Regions from separate parts of the Mus musculus genome. Here all the other regions are linked to region 3. A link is a contact called in public HiChIP or PLAC-seq data. All regions are on one chromosome and are shown on one strand. The core of a region is the stretch at or near the end of the contact, and the rest is flanking DNA. Distances in the headings are between cores, read along the strand shown. Region 1 overlaps Mpp5 (membrane protein, palmitoylated 5 (MAGUK p55 subfamily member 5)). Region 2 overlaps Mpp5 (membrane protein, palmitoylated 5 (MAGUK p55 subfamily member 5)). Region 3 holds the start of Gphn (gephyrin).

Region 1 (4,537 bases), core at 148-2,647, 540 kb after region 3:
GTTGAAACTATTATTTTCTGTTTATTTAACTGTGCCCTGGAATATCAAACACAAAATATTTCCTGACTGATAACCCTAGAAGAAAAAAATTTCCTAAACAGCTCTTTAATTTTAGCATTAGAAAATAATTTGGGGCTTGACATGTAGTAAATAGAGTATTTAACTAGTATGCACAAAGTGCTAGGTTTGATTCCCAGCGGCACATAAACTGAATGTGGTGGGTAATTCAGGCACTCACAATGAAGAGACAAGATAGTCAGAAGTTCAAGGTCATCCTCAGATGCATAGAGAGTTTGAGGCCAGCCTGAGACCCAAGGTACTCTATCAGAAAAACAAAACAAAAATGCAGAGTTTTGTTAATCTGATGGTTCTTTCATCTCCTCCTCTGAAACACATGCATACTGAAGTATCAAAGGGATTCATAGGAGCTTAGGCCATGAGACTCTTACCTATCTAAGGACAATACATGTGACCTTTAAATATTTTTGAAAATGATTCACTTAATAGGAATTAATAGATGCTTAACAGCTAGCCAAAAGAAAGTTAGTAGGATTTTGGAGACTTAAAAATAACCACCTTTTTGAAAAAAAATTCAATTTTTTTATGTGTATGGGTGGTTTCCTGTACGTGTGTCTGTGCACTTGTATTCTGGAGGTCAGAGGAGGGAGGGTATTGGACCCCCTGGAATTGTAGATACTGTGAACCACCATGTGGGTGCTGCGTTTTAAATCTGGGTCCTTGAAAGATCAGCAGCCAGTGCTTTTAACCACTGAGGCATCTCTCTAGCCCCCATAATCATCCATCTCTCTCTCTTTCTCTCTCTCTCACACACTTTGTTTCTTATTGTTTTAGAGCAATATGAATATATACTGTGACTAAATAAAAATTGCCTTTTGCTTTCCCCTAACTCTTAATTCAAGTGGTATTTAATGTTTCATCTCTCGATGTGTTAAGCTGTGTGTGGTTGCCTCTATATCTATTCCTTAAGTATCACCAACCACATTTCCAAGTTTTTATCAGTACTCTCTCTTTGGGAAATGAGGAAATTGAGGTTCAAATTAATTATTCAAAATCATATTGTGATAGTGAAGATTAGAAATTCATTTAACCCCAAACCCTAGTTTTTCTTTGTAGTGAAGCCTACTTAAGACTTACTTAATGTTGTCTTTTTGGTAAGATTATCATTTTGAAGAAAGACCCTTCAACTTACTTGGTATTTAAAATATACTTGAATTAGAGCAAAGGATCTTGAGCAGATTACTAATTAAGCTCGATGCGGGTAGAAACAAATGTCTTTTTATCTGAGTATCTTACTGTTTAGTGTGGCTGTGATGTAATGAGAAATGTGTTTGGACTTTGTTCTCTGTTCCTGACGTAGAGCTTTTAAATCCCTTGGAATTTACTTAGTGATAAGAGTGTCTTTTGTTGCAATGACATACTTCTTGCCTGGACCCTTAAATAGCTTCAGGTTGGGACTGGCCACCAGAAAAATCAAGGCATGATTACAGGTTAATTCTGTACCTTTGAGGAGTTAGGGTGGAGTAGAATTACCAGAAGCCAATGATTAAATCAATCATGCTGTGAAAATAAAGCTTACATTAAAAATACTCTAAATGATAGCATTCAGAGTCTTCTGTTGGTATGTGCACCTGGAGAAGACACAAGAACGTACTATCTTCTTACCCTCATGCTTTCCCCTATGCATCTCTCCCATTTGGATTTCCTAAGTTGTATTCTTTTATGTAAATCAGAGATTATATGCAAAATGCCTTCTTGAGTTCTTTAGCCATTTGATAAATTTTTAAACATGAGGAAGGGATTATGGGAATTCATGGTTAATAAATCGCTGCATGATCAGAATTACAGGAGATTTAGGACATAAGGCTGACATCTGAATTGGAGGCAGTCTTGAGACCTGTACCATACTGTGTGAGATGGAGGTAGATGAGAATTGTAAGACTTTCAGTTGCTATCTGAAGAATCAGAGAATCTCCAGGAATGAGAAAGAGACCATTTGATGTTGGGTATTTAGTGGGGCTGGAGAGATGGCTTGGTAGTAAAGAGTACTTGCTTTCTCTTGCAAAGGACCCAGGTTCAGTTCCCAGGACCAATGTGGTAGCTCTTAACCATCTAACTCCCAGGGAATTTAAGCCTCTTAAGGTCATGGGTACCAGGAGGAAGAACATTCATACACATAAAATCTAAAAGAAATTTTAAAAAAAGTATATTGTGAAAAATAGTTCAGGATAGAACATTACTATATGCTTAATCTCATTTTTATTTGCTTAAATTTTAACTTTGACTTAATGTTGAATTCTTTTTAATCCTATAAACTAAGAAATTATATTTTTTGTTGTTGTTGGTTTGGTTTGGTTTGGTTTTTTGAGACAGGGTTTCTCTGTGTAGCCCTGACTGTCCTGGAACTCACTTTGTAGACCAGGCTGGCCTCAAACTCAGAGATCTACCTGCCTCTGCCTCCAGAGTGCTGAAATTTGAAGGCATGTGCCCACCACTGCTCAACAAGAATTTGACATTTTAAAGCAGTTCTATTCATTTTTTTCTTAACTCTATGTGTATTTGTGGTTCCATGTATGTAGAGACCAGACAACTTCAGGTATTGTTCCTTAGGAGTTGTCCATCTTACTGTTTGAGACGTGTCTTTTGCTGGCTTGCTGCTGACCAATTAGGCTAGGCTGTCTAGCCAGCAAGCCCATGAACCTGTGTGTCTCTCTTCTAGGGATCAAATTCAGGTTTTTATGCTTGCATACAAATGTAATGGGCTATCTCCCTAATGACAATTATATTTGTTTTAGGTTGGCCAAAATTTTGAAGTGGTAGTGTCATATGTACTGAATTAATTTTTTCAACATCAATATAAACTTATACTGGTGATTAACTCAGGGGTTTTATTTTGAAAGTTAACTGAGATGGTGCATCAAGAGTAAAAGACATAGTTCCTGGTATATATTGGACTCTCCATGAAAGTTAAAATTAAGTGGGAAATAGAATATGAGCTAGATTTGGTATAGTGAAGGATGATGATAGTTGAATTAAATATGATAAATGAGTTGTATTTAGATAAATTTTTTAAAATATTCTTATCGTTGTTGTGGGGGTTTTTTTGTTTTTTTGGTTTTTTTTTTTTTTTGGTGTTTTGGTTTTTTTGTTGTTGTTTTTTGGTGTTTGGGTTTTTTTTTTGGTATGAGACAGTCTTCTTGTATATCCCCAACTGGCTTCAAGTTTACTATGTATTCCATGCTAGCCTCAAACTTGTGATTCTACTGAGTCAGCTTTCTGACTACCAGTATAATTAGATATATTTTAAATAGATTAGATAATTATCAATAATTTGTTTTAGTAACTTTATAGGAGTATTTGAATTGGTTGTCTTAGTCTACCAAGATTCAATGATGAGATAATTGTACATCTAGGTCAGGTATTTTTCTCTGCAGTAGTAGTGAAAATTAGAAGGGGAAAATAGTTTGTTGCTCTACCTTAAACAGTTCACTTATATCATAAATTCAAATTCTATACAGCTTTGCTGTTGACTCTCAAACATTATTTGGAGTTTTCCACTAGATTATATATACTATATACTTTCCCCCCTCTGTGCTAGGGATTGTACATGCTAAAGAGGCAAACTCTTTAGCAATAAGCTGTTGTGTACTGCCTCCCCCTGCTCTGCATCTCATTATGTATTTACTTATTTGGGGGAAGGGGCAGGCTCTTAGTTATGTAGCCTTGGTTGGCTTGGAACTCACTATGTTGACCAGGCTATCTTTGAATTCAGAGATCAGCCTACCCCTGCCTCCTAAGTGTTGGGATTCAAGGTGGCTCATTCTATATATTTTTAATTGGGAGAGTTGAAATTCAGTGGTGTTTGAAAAGCGTTTGTTTAATTTTACTAGTATTAGTGTGCTTGTGTTAATACTTTGTATAACGAATCATTTGAGCTTTGTATTCCTTTCCTTTTATGCCAATTCTCCTAGGGTTCTCTTTTTCTGTAGTCCTGGTACAGCAGTCAACAATTAACATTGTACTGAGTTTTTGTTCTTATTTGATTTTGATGGTAGATTTTAGGTTTTTTAAATATAAGGGTACAAAGCAGTAAAGGATAGCCACAAGTTAATGTGTAAGTTGCAGAGTGAGTAGCAGGCTGTCTTGGCTGGGCCACCTAAGATTGTCTCAAAACATAAAGGACAAGAATTCTGCCTTCGTAATCTTTCTTGTCAGTGACTATTCAAGTGTTTTGTACCAACTGAGTACTTAACATTCTTGAATAAAAGTGTAGCCAATTCCTTTTAACTGCTATAGGATTAGCAGTGTAGTTATCTTACGTATTGATCTTCTAAAAATGTTACTTAGACTAGACTCATGCTCTCTCCTTTAAGACTGTGCAAGCTAGAGCTTGTTTGTACTCTTGATAATACTGTGGTACCGAAAGTTCATTGTATTCTTGTTGGGTGACATATGTATTCACCATCTTCCTTGGCAAGATTATTTTCTGTGTTGTGACACATCCACACTTTATAGTCCT
Region 2 (4,403 bases), core at 695-3,194, 570 kb after region 3:
TTAAGCAGCATTGTGTGTCTTAAGATAGTTTTAATGATGTGCAAATAGCAATAACTTCTTTGGAATGCAATTATATGATGATAAATAAATGTTCTCTTATCTGAAACCTAAACTATGTAGAATTTTAAAGATGACATTACAAGACTGTGCTTTACTTAAAAAGTAAGCCCAGGTTATTTGTACTTGACCTTTTAAGTTACTAGTGGGCTAAAGTTCAGTTTACTTCAGAGGAGTTCTTTATAAAGGCTTCCTGGCATAGGGAGGTGGCTCAGTGCTTGAGAACATGTACTGCTCTTCCCAGTGCTCAGATCAGATGGCTGACAACTGTTTGTAACTCCAGCTCCAAGGATCTGATGCCTCTGGCCACCACAGAAATAGGCACACACGTGCATATACCAAAAAAAAAAAAAAGATATAAATACACATAATTAAAAATAATACAAAAAAAATCCTCAAAACAACCACAAAAGTGTCTTTACTTTGGTGATTATGAACCAGCTTCCCAGCCGGGAATAGTATGCCTGTAGTCCACACACTTAGGAAAAGGAAGCAGGAAGATAAATTGAAAGTCTGCCTCAGTTACATAGCAGATTCTAGGCCAGCCTAGGCTGCACGTAACCCTGTCTCAAAGCAAAAAAACAAAAGGATTTTTTTCATTTGTTTCTTGAAGATTGATTTTTGTTTAAATTTGTGCCCTTATTTTATTGAGTAATAATTTGAGTTAATGCCTCATGTGACTAACTTCCCTGTATTTCAGTTTTGACTTGTATTTACTTTGTTTTGGATATAATTAGATCCTTGTTTTTTGTTTTTGTGGAGTTTTTTGTTTGTTTTTGTTTTTTTGTTTTTGTTTTCCGGAGAAGGGGACGAAGGAGTCATTCATTGTTAAGTAGAAGTTTGTGAAACTGCAACTCATGCATCTAGTTAAGTATTGTTGAGTAAGTTGAGTCATGTGTGTTCAGGAGTGAGTCCAGGGCTTATGCTTGCTAGATGCATGATATACCATATTAAGCTACATCCTCAGCAGGTAAATAGGGTCTTTATATGATGTGAATATAGCCTTTTTAAAAAAGTGTTTCTGCCCAGCAGGTAGCACACACTTATAAACCCAGCACTTGAGAGGTAGAGATGAGATGATTAGAAGTTCAAGATCACCGTCAGCCACATAGTGAGTTCCAGGCCAGCATAAGCTGCAGGAGTCTGTCTGAAACACTCCCCAAACACACAGCACACACACAGAGAGACAGACAGACAGAGATTACACATAACAAGGATAGCTCCTTTTTTCTTTCTTTTTTTATATTTTTTTGGGGGTGAGGCGTGTTGCCTGGCATTTGAACACAGAGTTGCATACATACTAAGGAAGAATTCTAGTGACTGGGCTGTATACCCAGCTCTAAGATGCCTTGTTAGGTGTATAAGGTTTTGTTTTCCTTTGAAATTGATAAATAGGCAAAACTTATATTTAAATTTGATTTTAAGTGTTCAATTTAGTGAGGTTTAAAAATAATTTATGTAGGACTGAAGAGAAGACCCAGTAGATAAAGGTGCTTGCTGGCAAGCTTTATAAATCCAAGTTCCATCCTTGGGACCCACATAGTAGAAGAAGAGAATTAAGTCCCATAAACTACCAGATATAGTTTCAGTTTCTCCATACCTTCCTTCAGTGCTTAGTACATCTAGTCTTTTTAATTTTAATGATTTTATTGTTGTTTAGTAAATAACTGGTAAATAAGTGACCAAAAACAGCCTAGTGGAAGAAAAGTTTTATTCATCTTACACTTTACAGTCCATCAATAAGGGAAGACAAGGCAGGAATTCAAGGCAAGAACCCAAAGGCAGGAATTGTAGCAAAAAATCTAGGAGGAATACTGCTTACTAGCTTGTTCTCCTAGTTGTGCACAGCTACCTTCCTTATAAAGCCCAAGCCCAGCTACCCAAAAGTGGAACTACCCTGTTGCTAATGAACTATAATTAACAATTGCCAATCTGTTGGAATCCGTTCCTCAATTGGGGTTTCCCCTTTCCAGGTGTGTCAGGTTGACAACTGAGATTAGCAATCACAGTTGTTTTTAGTGTTACTTCACTGTATTGTTTTATATCATTCATAGGCCAACAGTTCACGGATCTGTATGATAATGTATAATTCGTTAACATTTAGTATATTCAGAACTATATGAACACCACCAATAATTTATATCATTCCCTAAAGAAACCTACACAATCAGTTGTAATTCTCTTACCCACCTTCCTAACTACCATCTTTATAGTCCCACCAATTTTAGACATCTAATAAATGGAATCATATAGTATGTGGGATTTTGCTACTTGCTTTTTTTCTTTTGGTGTATATGTTTGTACATGTTTGTATGAGTATACACATATACATTTGTATGTGTAAGTGGAGATCAGTGTCTCATGTCTTCCTAAATCCCTCTCCAACTTAGTTTTTGAAACAGGGTCTGTAACTGAACCTGGAGTACATCAATTTGTCTGGGCTGGCTGGCCAATGAGTTTCAAGGATCCCCTTGTCTCGGTACTCCCTAGACTCTGGCCTTTTAGACCCTCGCTACAATGATGAACATTTTATGTTGGCTCTGGGAATATGAACTCAGAACCTGGCAGTTTCATGACTGTTTCATGGCAGTCACTTTACCAACGGAATCATTTCCTTTGAACTAACTGCTCCCTCCCCATTCCACACACACACACACACACACACACATACATACACACACACACACACACACTCACTCACTCACTCACTCAGCACCAAAACCAGCAGGGTCTCACATAGCCCTGGTTGATCTGACACAGAGATCCACTTGCTGGGATTAAAGGCATCTGTCATCATGCCCAGTGGCTTTTAAAACTTGTTTTTGAGGTTTATCTCTGGTATAGCCTGTTTTAGTGTTTCTTTTCTCTTCTCTTCTCTTCTCTTCTTTTCTTTTTTTCTCTTCATTATTCAGTATTTCATGTATGTATCCATACCTTGCTATTTACACATTCATCAGTTAGTGGACATTTGTAGGTTCTCTACTTTCACTATGTTAAATAATACTGCCATAGATATTTTTGTACTGTTGTACAGATTGTGTATTGTGTAGATGATGTGTATGTTTTAGGTTTTATACCTAAGAGTGGAACTGGTAAGATTGGTACATTGGTGTTTGCCTGCATCTATGTGTATATGAGGGTGTTGAATCCCCTGGAACTAGAGTTCCAGGCATTTGTGAGCTGCCTGTGGGTGCTGGGAATTTAATCTGGGTCTTCTGGAAAACAGCCAGTACTAGTAACTGCTGAGCCATCTCACCTCTCCATCCCCACTACTTAACATTTTCAGTAACACTAATATATAACAACATTGATTTTAAGTAATATCTGTCAATAAATGGAATGATAGTATGCATTTATAACTACAAAAACTCCTAACTACCTGCAAAAATGAATGTTATGCTGAATTAACCTTTTCTTCGCTTCTCCACAAAACACTGCGTACTTTTACACTTGGTTAGTTGCATACTTTTACATTTAGTTAATTATTTCCTTTTCTGTTTTTGCAGAAAAAAGAAAGCTAACCTGAATATTGGGAGAGGAAAAAAACAGAGAAGAGAAATAAGGATAGAAGAAAAGATTTTCCAGTTTGAATAATGTAAGTTCTTTTCACTATTCTTGGCCTGAGTTCTGTATTAGCTGACAAGGCTGTTTCTATGGAAACATAGTCCAGCCTCTTAAAATGTCAGGAGAACGCTGATCACTTGAAATGAGACTTTCCAGCTGCTGGTCAAAGGGCTTTGCAGGCTAGAAAAGAGAAGGGAAGATGAACAGGGTGGGGGGACATGGGAATTAGACTTTACTTATGCATGGACATATTCATGCATATGAAGTCTGTCTTTCCCATCTCCCTCTGCCTAAAACTTAAGGTTATATAAGAAACTATTTTCTCCAGTAAACTGATTCCTAGCTTTGATGCAAATGGTTGTTTCTTGGTATTGAGTTTTGAATTCTGACATCTGTATCATTTGATCATACAATTGCCAGTTATCTGCAACACTCCGTACTTCTGTATGGATAGTTGTACATCAAAATGCAGCACAAAGAACTATATCCTTATATTTTCCTTGTTTCTTGTCACCCTGTTTTAGATGTCTGCATCCTCTTTGAACTTAACGTAGTCCAAGTTCAGTTGAACAGATATTTCTTGGACATTTTCTCTATCATACGTATTGTACTAGACATGTAAAAATAAGACATATATAAGGAAAATGTTTTTTAATACATTGGAATCTGATGAGGAAACCCAGAGAAAAGTAATCATTTAATTTAATTTTCTGTCTCTCACTAAACTAAACACTTAGGAGGAAGAACTAAAATAGAATGTTGAAGTGACTAATACTAGTTGC
Region 3 (4,407 bases), core at 1,232-3,731:
TGGGCGAATTTTACAGCTTCTCTTTGGCATAGCTGAATTGCTACTACTAAGCACTTGGTACTGGGACAACTGCCCTGATGACCAAGATAATGTTCAGTGACTAAGGGATGGCTGCTTCGGTTCGGTGTGCTGAACAGGGGAATGATTCTCAGTGCAGGCAGGACCAAATGGGATTACATGTGATTGTATTACACTAAGAATGGTGTGCATGCAAAACTTTGGAATGATTTACCTTGAGGAACTTTAACTTTCTTTATCCTTCAGAATACCACATGTATACAATGGAATATTATCATATATATACTTTCTAACTTGAAGTTTCTATTTAATATTTTTGGACCATGGATAATATGGAAATGGAAGTCACAGAAAGGAAAATTGTGGGAACTGGGGACAGTAAAGTTTTTCTTGTATACATTTTAATTGTTATAGCTTATGGAATCTGGGAGAGGAATATATGTATTGAATAACTGGAAAACAAGCATCTACAACTGACTAATAATTTCATTATTTTTCAGTAATCTTAGTACTAATATTTAGTAAAATGTAGTAATCCATGAAATCTTAAGACTTCATAGTCCCCCTACACAACTACCTTTTAATGAATTAATCAGAGACTTAGTTCAGTGGTAGAATTCTTGCTTAGTGTGTGTGAGGCTCAAAGTTCACGCCACAGTACAGAAAAGAAAATGAATTTCACCATTACTACTATTATAGATGCAGAAAGTCCTGTGTTCTGTTATTGATTTGTGAAAGTGCTAGTTATTTTCCCATAAAAAATTATAAACTATTCTAAGTTGGAGGGCATGCCCATTTAATCTATTAACCTTTAAAGTTTGAAGGAACCTGTTAGTGGGCAGGTTTAGAAGTTCTAAATACTAAGAAACTTTCCCAATCATATAGAATTTGCATGTACCACATAGACTATAATAGACTTGAAAGCTTATGATGTAATCAACAATTTTTATTTCATCTTTAGTTTGAGATAAGTGACACATTTGGGCATACTTTCTCAGCAATCTCCCTCTTTTTGAGACCAGTTAGAACTTGTTTTGCCACTAGGATCTTTGGTAGTAATTATGGGAGGTGAGTTCATGATCTGGCTTACAAATTTAATCCACTGCCAGAAATACTAGTATACATATCTTCAAAAACGAATTATTTTATCCTTTCTCAACTCCACCCATCATTTCCTTTGTCCTCTTATATAAAGGCACAATGTGAATCTTTAGTGAATAGAATGAGTAATGCTATGTTCTTACTGGAACAATACAAACCGCACATAACCATATAATTGAGATTTTAGACTAAGAGCAGATTATTAAACAGTTTTGATACTTTTTTTGTTGTTGTTTTGCTTTTAGGTTTTACTATGGTGAACAAATGAGAAAACATACACACACTTAAGCCAGAAAAGGATATTTAGCAAACCTACACAAAATAGAGGTGGCTAATAACACTTTATGAAAGACACAGAACTAAATGACCACATTTTCAGAGTAATTCCATATTCCAGAAACACTGAAACTTAAATGTCACAGCATCTAGGGGACGACAGAGAGAGAGAGAGAGAGAGAGAGAGAGAGAGAGAGAGAGAGAGAGAGAGGAATCTCCACTCCACGTGCCCTGCTGCAGACACATAAGCTCCGTCTACGACGTCTGTGGTAGGCTGTCACCGAGCGGGGCCAAAGCGAAGTCAGAGGGAGCATTGACTGCAGGTCACAGCTGGGGCGGCACAGGGTAACCTATCTCTGCCCGAGAGGGGACTCTCGTCACAGCGGCCACCGTTCTGCCACCCATGCCGCTTCCTTAAGCCACCTCTAGGTTCTCCGGTGCCTTCAGAGGAGGTGAGCCCACCTCGCTGCCGCACCTGGTCCGGAGTGGCTCCATCGCGGGCAGAGCCGGCCGGCCTGAGGCGGCGGAAAACTGACGAGGCTGCCGGCTCGGCGGGGGATTGCTTCTGTCTGGGGCCCGCCGAGGCTGCGTTCGTGCCTCGCGCGCACCCGCACCGCGTCCGCCCAGCCAATCCCGCGCTACTCGCGCGCCCAGGAACGTTCCTTGGGTCCCACTCTAGGCTGGGCCGGCTCCTTCCCGCTCCCGGCACTCCGCAGCCAAGCTCGCACTCCTCCCCTCACTCTCCACGAGTTGCACGCCTCGGGGTGTAGCTCCGCCCCTGTCCCCGAGTCCGCCCCCGCAACCTCCAGAGCGTGTGCTCCCTTTTCCCCCTCTCAGTCTCTTGCCATCCAGGCGTCTTGGGTCTCACTCCGCAGAGCCTCTGGGTCTCGCCGGCCTTGCCCCGCCGCCTCCGCGCTCTGTCTTCCGCGAGGCCGCCGCTACTCCCACCCCGGGATCGCTTCCTCCCGGCCGGACTCGGGGTCGCGCGGCCCGACTCCGCCCCCTCCGCGGACCCGCGCGCTCCTGGCGCGGCCTCTCCCCCCCACCCCACGCAGGCCACCGGGCGCTCGGCCCCCTCCTTCCCGCTCGCCTCGCGCTCCCCGGGCGCCCTCGCTCTCGCGCTCTCCAAGGCAAGCGCGCTCCCGGCCGGCGCGCTCCGGGCTCCGGCTTCTCCTGGCTCCTGTCAGTGCGGTGACTGCGCTGGGAAACATGGCGACCGAGGGAATGATCCTCACCAACCACGACCATCAAATCCGTGTCGGAGTCCTCACAGGTAACGGGGGGAGGAGGTCCGGGGGAGCCGCAACGGCTACTATCCGCGACTTGCTGGAGGTTTCTCGCCCGCGGTGGTGCTTCCCTGCGGCCTCGGGAAGAGGGCAGGCTGAGGAGGGGGACCGGGGGGTGTATTTTACAACCGCTGAGAGCTGCTGAGGATTCGGGTGTTCCCGTGTGCTCCCCGGGGGAGCTGGGGCAGGCACGGTGGGGTGTCAGGCCCCGGAGCCCTAGCAGCCAAAGTCTCTGGCCCCCGGGGACCGAGGGGCCGGTGCGGCGGGCGCTGCGGGGCTCCGCGCTGCCGGTGCGGGCGGCGGGATTCCTGCTCCGCAGTCTGAAGCACGCTGCTCGGGGTTGGCCGGGCGCCTCCTCCACTAAAGCTCTTCCGAGAGGGGGGAATCCCATCTCCACCCCCTTTTCTCCCCTCCCCCCCCACCCGGCGGCCCCATGGCACCTGCCTGACAGGACTCGGGGTTCGGCAGGCGAACTCTGCTCCGCCTCTGCTGCCCCTTCGCCGGCCGGCTGTCCCCTCTGCAGACGACGGGACACTCCTCACCTCCCCCGGGAGCCGGGTGCTAGGCTCTAGTCCGGACCCCGGAAAGTGCCTTCCTTCTGCCTTTCCTAGCACAGGGCCCTCCCTCTCTGTCTGCCTCTTCTCCTCCGCGAGGACCGGCTGCTTCCCGTGGCCGGGAGAGCCAGCCTTTTTTTTTTTTTTTTTTCCCTTGAGAAGGAAGGATTTCCCTCTGTCGGGTTCTTTTCTCCCCCTCCCTTTTGGGACACCCCCCCCCTCCCATTCTCACTCCCCGGTGGATGGTCCTGAGGCTGGTGAGGAGCGCACTTTTCCCGGGTCGCGTTTCCCTCCCTCGCGGAAGTCGTGTGTGCTCTGCATGTCTGATTCCGTTGCGTTGTATTTGGGTGATATCCCTGAGTTTGGAGATAGACAGTTGCTGCAGGGCACGACTTCCAAGATGAATTGCAAACCTATTTGTAGGGGTTTCGGCTGAGGTTCTGTAGTTGGCATGGTTCAAGTGTAATTGAACGGAGAAGCGGGGGTTAAAGAATTTATATTTGGAGTCTGAGGCTTACTGTGGAGTAAAGGAAATCCAAGACTTAGTGATGTGGTTTCAGAAAAAGAAGCTATGTAGAAGGGAATCCTAGTGTCTTCCCTATTTCATTTAAATTTTTTTTCTTGTAGAATTCTGACAGGTTGAGATGATGCCCGGGAAGGAACTAAATTGAATGAAACTTGCTTTCATTATAAAGTAGAAACAAATCTTTGATTCTGCCAGTAGATACCGACTACAGTGTTTAATTTAGCTGCTGACTTTTATGAAAAGAGGATACCCCTGCTTTTGTTTCCCATTTTTAGTAACTGGGCTTCCTTTCCATGATGCATATTTGCAGATGTTAGTAGCATTTTATTGAATTTTTCCGAATCAACGCCTCTGGAGTAAAGAAACTGATCTAAATCAGTTGCAGGGAAGGACACCCCCCCCCAATCAGAATATGCAGATGGAGTGCATCTTTCCCTGCAGCAACTGTTTCCTTGTATGAAAACTCAGTTGTAGCTTACAATTCCTAGATTTGATCGTGTTGATTTTTTAAAAGAATCTGACAGTGTGGTGTAAGTGTTCACACCCTTTACCACCGTTAACTTTTAATTTTGGCCATGTTTTTTGAAAATTAATAGATAAGTGAAAGTGAAATTTTATAGAAACAAAAATATGTCAGCTGTCTGTA

The links. HiChIP or PLAC-seq counts read pairs in DNA pulled down with a chosen protein or histone mark.
Region 1: an H3K27ac HiChIP or PLAC-seq map of extraembryonic endoderm stem cells shows a contact between it and region 3. The contact joins the enhancer-like site here to the promoter of Gphn in region 3. A contact is called at or near these places in 14 of 39 promoter capture datasets (the 3T3-L1 cell line, 3T3-L1-derived adipocytes, cranial neural crest and 10 more), 11 of 484 Hi-C or Micro-C datasets (the Ba/F3 cell line, the G1E-ER4 cell line, cardiomyocytes and 7 more), 16 of 115 datasets of contacts at active chromatin or transcription factors (the 230-238 cell line, bone marrow-derived macrophages, cardiomyocytes and 10 more) and 4 of 9 other capture datasets (adipose tissue, embryonic stem cells, liver and 1 more).
Region 2: a contact with region 3 is called in an H3K4me3 HiChIP or PLAC-seq map of bone marrow-derived macrophages, with 3 times the contacts expected there. The contact joins the enhancer-like site here to the promoter of Gphn in region 3. A contact is called at or near these places in 1 of 484 Hi-C or Micro-C datasets (embryonic stem cells) and 13 of 115 datasets of contacts at active chromatin or transcription factors (the 230-238 cell line, bone marrow-derived macrophages, embryonic hindbrain and 6 more).

Annotation. Positions count from the first base shown.
Region 1 is chr12:78,763,929-78,768,465 of GRCm38.p6, forward strand. All of the region lies in intron 1 of Mpp5 (membrane protein, palmitoylated 5 (MAGUK p55 subfamily member 5)), which reads left to right. Among named protein-coding and RNA genes, the nearest start is that of Mpp5, 17 kb to the left of the region's middle. Within about 2 kb of position 1,398, at least 5 of the 459 cell types and tissues checked have an H3K27ac peak or open chromatin away from gene starts, as enhancers often do. A contact at or near this core is called in extraembryonic endoderm stem cells, where this site is marked.
Region 2 is chr12:78,790,682-78,795,084 of GRCm38.p6, forward strand. It overlaps Mpp5 (membrane protein, palmitoylated 5 (MAGUK p55 subfamily member 5)), which reads left to right. Exons shown (of 15, transcript NM_019579.3): 2 at 3,564-3,652. Among named protein-coding and RNA genes, the nearest start is that of Mpp5, 44 kb to the left of the region's middle. Within about 2 kb of position 1,945, at least 5 of the 459 cell types and tissues checked have an H3K27ac peak or open chromatin away from gene starts, as enhancers often do. A contact at or near this core is called in bone marrow-derived macrophages, where this site is marked.
Region 3 is chr12:78,224,174-78,228,580 of GRCm38.p6, forward strand. Gphn (gephyrin) reads left to right here and starts at 2,482. Exons shown (of 23, transcript NM_145965.2): 1 at 2,482-2,668. The coding sequence starts at 2,605.